2 separate regions of the Mus musculus genome follow, and region 1 is linked to region 2. A link is a contact called in public promoter capture Hi-C data. All regions are on one chromosome and are shown on one strand. Each heading gives the region's core, a stretch centred on a gene start, on an enhancer-like site or on the middle of the called end of the contact. The rest is flanking DNA. Distances are from core to core; before and after follow the strand shown.

What was found. Promoter capture Hi-C pulls out the DNA fragments that hold promoters and counts their contacts.
Region 1: a promoter capture Hi-C map of neutrophils shows a contact between it and region 2. The contact joins the promoter of Cyrib here to the enhancer-like site in region 2. A contact is called at or near these places in 5 of 39 promoter capture datasets (the C10 cell line, the HPC-7 cell line, macrophages and 2 more), 1 of 484 Hi-C or Micro-C datasets (nephron progenitors), 4 of 115 datasets of contacts at active chromatin or transcription factors (astrocytes, bone marrow-derived macrophages, embryonic stem cells and 1 more) and 3 of 9 other capture datasets (adipose tissue, liver and macrophages).

Annotation. Positions count from the first base shown.
Region 1 is chr15:64,058,662-64,061,996 of GRCm38.p6, forward strand. Cyrib (CYFIP related Rac1 interactor B) reads right to left here and starts at 1,787. Exons shown (of 13, transcript NM_001360036.1): 1 at 1,534-1,787.
Region 2 is chr15:63,967,886-63,971,633 of GRCm38.p6, forward strand. It overlaps Cyrib (CYFIP related Rac1 interactor B), which reads right to left. Exons shown (of 13, transcript NM_001360036.1): 3 at 3,045-3,083. Among named protein-coding and RNA genes, the nearest start is that of Gm25628, 56 kb to the right of the region's middle. Within about 2 kb of position 1,411, at least 21 of the 459 cell types and tissues checked have an H3K27ac peak or open chromatin away from gene starts, as enhancers often do. A contact at or near this core is called in the HPC-7 cell line, bone marrow-derived macrophages, neutrophils and 1 more, where this site is marked.

The DNA of each region.
Region 1 (3,335 bases), core at 537-3,036, 91 kb after region 2:
AAGAAAGAGGGGGGAAATGGCTGTTAGACAAAGCAACATTTCCTTAAAATTTCCCAAAGTGCACAAATACCTCCCTCCTCTCTCTCTCTCTCTCTCTCTCTCTCTCTCTCTCTCTCTCTCTCTCTCTCTGTGACACACACACACACACACACTCATAATCTACAGCATACTTATTACAAAGTGCCTCCAGGAAGAAAGCCTAGCCAGGTGACCTGTTCTGCAGGCTCCACCACAGGAGAAAAAGCCACCTCCCCCAGCCTCCTTCCCAGTTACATGGAGCCCAGGGCCTGGGAAATCATTCCAGCTGGCAACCCTGCCAGCCACCTCCACTGTCATCGCAAAAAAAAAAAAAAAAAAAAAAAAGCTTCCTTTTTCTCCACACTGAATACAACCCTCCAAGAATAGGGAGAGTCTCAATCAAAATCAGAGTGGAAGCTTCCTCAGAGGGAGTCCCTATTTCCTCCAGGGATCCGCGGATTTCTGGAGGCTGAAGTAACAAAACATGGCTCTGGTGATGATGGGGTGGAAGTTAAGGGCAAAGAAGGCAAAAATGAGGAAGCCTACGGGCTCACTTCTCAAAATTTACCAGCCACCAATTCATTTCACAACTATCTATAGGAAGCCTCCCTGTGCTCCCGCCCGGCACGTGTCTTAAGGGATGAAGGCATTAAAGGGGAGGTGACATTCCCACCCTGAACCTCAAGGCCAGGAAACCTAGTCCCATTTACTGCAGGCCAGAACTGAGAGCGGCCCATTTTACAGACACAAGGAGCCGAAAGACCCAGAGAATGCAGACAACTTGGCCAAGGTCACAAAGCTTGTGAGTGGTAGGACCAAGAATTAGACAGAGGTGCACAGCCACGTGACTCTCCCTGCTGCGCCACCTTCACACTCAAGCCCTCCCCCACCCCTCCATTTCTAGCGGCAGGGTGGGGATCTGAGACAACCCCCTAGGGCTCTGCTTGCAAAGGAAGTCCGGGTTCCTCTTTCCTCCCACCCCAGACACAAGACCCACATTCAGAGGACACACGGATTCCTTCCAGACCTACTGTGTGTGCACGACCCCCAGAAAGCCCTGTGGGCTCCAAATGCCTCCACCTCTGAACACTAAACTTCCATTTTTCAAAAAAAAAAAAAAAAAAAAAACTGATAATGATGATGATGATGCCGATGATGATGAAAACATAACGGGCAAAGAGGAAGTGCTGTTTAAACGCCGGCGGGGGTCGGAGCAGAAGGAAGTCAGGCTGGTGCGAGTCTATTCGCCCTTTTGGTTCCTCAATTCAGCCTCCTGGCCTGGAACCCCCACCCCCACCCCCAAAATGAAGTTAGCGGAGGGCAGCGCGGAGCCCGGGTCAGGCCCTGCAGCGCTCACCTGGCCTGCAAGAGGGGTGTGCCCGGGGACAACCACTCGGACCCCGCGCCCCAGCCTCCCAGTGCACAGCGCCCCAGGCGCTCGCTCGCTCCCTCCCTGCAGCCCGGTGAACCAGGGCGGCGACGCCGCAGCAGGCTCCCGGCCGGCCCTGCACGTACCTGGCGGCCCGACGGGCGGGCGGGCGAGCTGGCGGCGGGAGCCTGCGGTGCACACACGCCGCTTCCGGGTCGGCGGCTCGCGCGTCCCCGCCGCAGGTTCGCGAGCGGCCCCGCCGCGGCAGCAAGCGACAGCAGCAGCAGCAAACGGCAGCAGCAGCGGCCCGGCCCCGGCGCGGCCAGAAATCGCTATAAAAGGAAGAGGCGGCGAGGAGGAAGAGGAAGCGCTGTTTACCTTCGCAGCCCAGCCCGGCGCCGCACAAAAGGAGGACGCGACGCGCCGCCCCCCGCGCCCGGGCCCCGCCGCAGCACGGGCCCCGCGTCACCGCGCCCGGGACCGCCCCGCACCGCCCCCGCCCCAGCCCGCACAGTGACCTTGGGCGAGTCCCGGGCGCCTAGGCCCGACCCCCAGGGCGCCGGGTCCCCGCGGCCCCTCCCTCACCTGGGACGAGGGGTCGAGATGCGCTCGGCTCGGGCGCCACCTGCCTGGCTGCCCCTGGACCGCGGGAGCCGGGCAGAAAAACACCCATGGGGTCCAGTGGTGCAAGCCCGGGCACCAATAAAGCAGAGGCGATGCGAGGAGGGGGTCTGGGCTACCCACACGGTCACACGGTCGTCCCAGGACTTGTGATTTAGCGAAGGGGAAACTCCCCAAATACCATCTCCTTGTTGGGATTTTTGGTGTGGGGACCCCTGTCCTTCCCTTTGCCTAGGACATCATTAAGGGGCATTTTCCCCCTCTCCTTTACTCCTCTGCCCTCAAGTCCATGTCATCGTTATCTTGATTTTCAACCAGATTTTTCAGGAATATTTAATGTTCCGTGAAATATCTTTTCCCTGACCTCTAACGTGGTATCAAAAGGGTTACATCCACAACTTTTGCCCCTCCTTCTCATTCTTATCACCCCTCCACCTGTGCTAGGGGCTTGGGGGTACAATATTGGGGACTGATTTACCTTGGACTATTTCATCTTTAACAAAGGGGTGTGTCCAGATTTTCCTTAACCTGGGCCAATTCGGGGAACTTGGGGTTGCTGAGGCCTCCAGGACGGTTCTCAGGGAATTTTTTTGATTGCAAAAAAACTTTGTAGTGCTGGGTAGAGCCACTCTGATGATGAAAGCTTGCTTGCACTGGGACAAGCGAGAAAGGGTGTGTGGCCCACTTGGCATAGCAAACCCAAAGGGAAAGCAGAAGTGCTTTCTAGAAGTCTCTGGAGGTTTTTAGGCCAAGGGAAGAATTGCCTGGGAGGCTAAGGGCCTGAGTTCAAGTCCTCCCTGACCATTGCACTTCATGACCCTGGTCCAACATCAGAGCCTGCCAGGGCATCAGAACTCTTGGCTCTGGGGAGCAGATGCCATCTTAACAGTGTAAGAAGTGGTCTGAATATTGAATCAACGGTCAGCTATAAAGTTGAGGGGACAGCAGAAGAGGTTTTAAACCTGGGCACAGCAGAGAGCATGCAAAATGGGAGGGCCTCAGTCTGGAAGTTCAGAGTGAACCAGGTGCCAGAGGCTGTGCCCACCTCACTTAGCTCTCACCACAGTCCATGAAGCAGCCTGCCCAGAGTTACACATGAAGAGGCTGAAGCAGGGACAGATGGCATCAGCCTGAGGTCATGCCTATCACATACCAGAGGAGCCAGGCAAGCACCCAGGTTGTGTCACTTGAAGCCCAAGGACGTGCCCAGTCTGAGCCATGTGAAATGGAACAGACTGTAATGAGTCTATATACAGAACCTAGAAAGGCTATGACCATTGCTGCTGCTCCTATTGGAATAAGTGTTAAAAGACTCAAGGACCTAAGA
Region 2 (3,748 bases), core at 161-2,660:
TCTTCTGAACAAGATGTAGAACTCTCAGCTCCTCTAGCACCATGCTTGCCTGGATGCTGCCATGCTTCCTGTCTTCATAACAGACTAAACCTCTGAACCTGTAAGCCAGCCCCAATTAAACATTGTACTTTATAACAGTTGCCTTGGTCATGGTACCTATTCACAGCAATGGAAACCCTAACTAAGACAGTACTTAAATAGTCTTACCATACTAATTGGACTCTGGCAGTGGCCATCATTACAAGGTTACACTGTCAAGTAGGTGGTAATTACAAATAAATACATTGTTTTTTTTTTCATTATATCAGTTTTAAAAAATACTGTCTTACTTCATTTTAAGAGTATAAACAAACTCTCTGGGTAAATTTTATTTTATTTGAGTCAGGATTCACTATGTAGACCAGGTAAGCCTCAAATTCCAAGGCATTTAAAGTAACAATGTAAATGCTGGTGCTTCTATTTTTTTAAAGGCAAATTTATAGACAAAAACTAAAAATGTATTTTCTTAATAGCATAGAATTTTAAATAATTTAAAACCATTATAAGACCAAATGTAGTCTGCATATATCATATAAAAAGTATGTCACTATTACAGCTTTTAAAGTTGTAATAACACACACACACATACACACACGTATCTTAATATATCTTATATAGCATGTAAGTTAGACATACATATACAAGCCAAAGTTTAACTCATTTATTGTTTTAATATTCCTACCATATGTTCAAAGTTGCTGGGAGGGATAAAAAAGAAAAGAACATAAATGAAAGAGGACAGAAGCACGCATACCAAGTAAAGAATGTGTGAAATGTTGGGAAAAACTCAACTTCTGAATCTTGTGAAAGAAACCTAAGAACTAGAGAAATTCAGCGATTTAGGTCAAACCAGCAACTAGTGGAACAGTAGCGTTTCCTTTAAGAAACCTGGGACTGCATTTTGTAAGAACATCTTTAAGATGGAGTACTGAAGCCCGATCATACTTACAGAAAGAACTCAGTATCATCATAATTCAACTGTGGCCCCTTTAAAACTAATGTTGGTGGTGCTTTTGCAATCAACCAAATTGCCATCGATCTCCATTCCCTGAACCTGAAAGTGCCTATCAAATGTTCTTTCCCAAAGCATATTGTTTCTGTTGTTACTGACCAGCAAACAGAATTGTCTTCAAAGCCTTTTCACAAACTTCTAATCTATATGATTAAGGTATTTCAAAGGAATGGACATACACACCCTCTTCATTGGAGACAAGGTCTCTCTATCTGTACCTCAAATAACTGCTAGCCACAAATTTGCATTGCTCCTCTCCTGTCTCAACCTCCAGAATGCTGGGTCTATATACAGTCTTACAACCGTACCAGGCAGCTCTTTCCTTTTAAGATCAGTTATATAGGATCAGGAAAACTACACTCACTGAAGAAGAGTGAGAAAGGAAGGAGGATGTGGTTTCTCACTGTTCAGAGACTGCAATGTCTATGAAACTGAACAGGAAACATTTTACCAACTTCTACATGAAAAATGAGCATGACTTTTCATCAAGATTATGGTCAACAAGTTATAGCAAAAGTAGTTTCCATGAACTTGTCACTAATTAAAATTACAAATATGTTTACAGTAGTTAGCAGTTATTCTACAGAAGTGGTTCTCAACCTTCCTAATGCTGCAACCCTTTAATATAGTTCCTCATGTGTGGTAACCCCAAACATAAAGTTATTTTCATTGTTACTTCATTACTGCAATTTTGCTACTGTTATGTATCAAGCTGTAAATATCTGTATTTTTCAATAGATTTAGGCAACCAAGTGAATGGGTCACAACCCACAGGTTAAGAACTGCTGTTCTAAAGTTTATAATCTGGTGAAAGGACAGATTAGCTGACCATAATCTGCATATTTGTGACAGTATTTCAATGTAACTGGGTTCTTCACATAAGCATGAGTCATTAGGACCATTACTGTGGGTCAGAGGTCACAGGCTCCTACAGATTTCCAAAGATGTCCTTAGCATGACAACTGGTGACACAGATCAGAGAAACAATGACAATTCTGAGGGGTCCTCATTAGGACTGTCATATCTCCTCTAATAAAATGACGAGTTTTGAAATATAAGTATATTTTCCTTTGTAACTTAGAAGAGGACAGAATTTTAAGATAAAATATTTATCTTAAAATATTTTAAATTATTTAAACATTTAAATATTAGATATTTTAAAATACCTTAAATTTTTAAAATAAAAATAAATTTTTTACAACACATTTTTAACTAGAAAACCACAAAGTACACATATAAAACTAAGATTTTAAAATATCTATACATTTCTAAAAGTAAAATATTGGCAAAATATATAATCAAAGGATTACATATATTTATGTACTCAAGACCCTTTAATGGCAATTGTTTGTTTCTAAGATTTTAAAACATTTTTACTTAATCTTTGCTATTTAATATGCATGGGTCGATGTACATGTTTGAGTGTGCACCTGGAGGTCAGAGGACACCTTGTCAGAACTAGTCATTTGCTTCTTCCATTTAGGTTCTGAAACTCCAACTCACATTCAGACTCACAGCGAGTACTCTCACCTCCTGTGCCATCTCAGTGAAACCTTCAGACATTTTTCTTAAAGGACTAAAACTAACAACAAGATAGAATTCTTATTTAAGATGATGTATAAAAGTTTCTCTCTAATTCTCAATGGATAGGTACCATATTTTCCCCCTCTCACTTATTATACTATTAAGGTTATAGCTTGAACTTTTATTGATCAATTCTACTTGTTATAGAGAAAGAAATCAAAAAAAAAAAACCATATACCTCTCCTACTTGAAGGGCTGTAAGTAGAAGTTCTAATTAATTTATATGTTCCCCATTATTCCCTAAGACAGAAATTATACAATATTATCTACATATACTTTTAGTAAGTTTTATATTGACTTCAATATATAAAAAAACTTTTCCCTAAATGATATTTTCTTAATGTAGGTTTATATTTATTTTATATTTCACATATGTCTCAACAATCAATTCCCCCAAAGACATATTTACCTTCAGCCAGTGCTGGTGATTTTGTCCTTGTCCTTCTATCTGTTTAAAGAAGAGAAAGGGAAGACGAGTCTAAAACATCGTTATACTTCCAAGTAAGTCATTACAACAAACCTCAACTGTAAGTACCCAAGTTCCCCAGAACCACATACAAAGCCGAACACAGTGGTATTTGACTTATCATTCCAGAGTCAGAGAAGAAGGGAACACAGAGACTCTTCCAAGCTCACCAGACTGCCAGCCTACCCAAATTGTTTCAGGTTCAGTTAAAGACTAGCACACAGCGCTCGTTCTCTCTCTCTCTCTCTCTCTCTCTCTCTCTCTCTCTCTCTCTAACACACACACACACACTCGTCCCCCTCTCTCAAGTGAAGAGTTGTTGAAGAAAATTACCCAACTTTGATCTCTAGCCTCTACATATACACACACAACCACCTACACAAAAAACCACATATATTACATATACACACCACATCATACATTCATGAAATGTTGTAACATGTGTATTTCCTTGGATGAATCCAACCACTGTATATGAAGGGCCTACTATAAGTATCATATTAGCCCTATAAGAGCATAAATAAATGATCAAACAGCAAGGATGTAGCATTCAAGACACTCAGTATACCAAGAACATAACTCAATACTCATCATAGAATATGAAAAAGTTAACAAGAGACACAATTGGAAATTTCTCTGTATCCTTA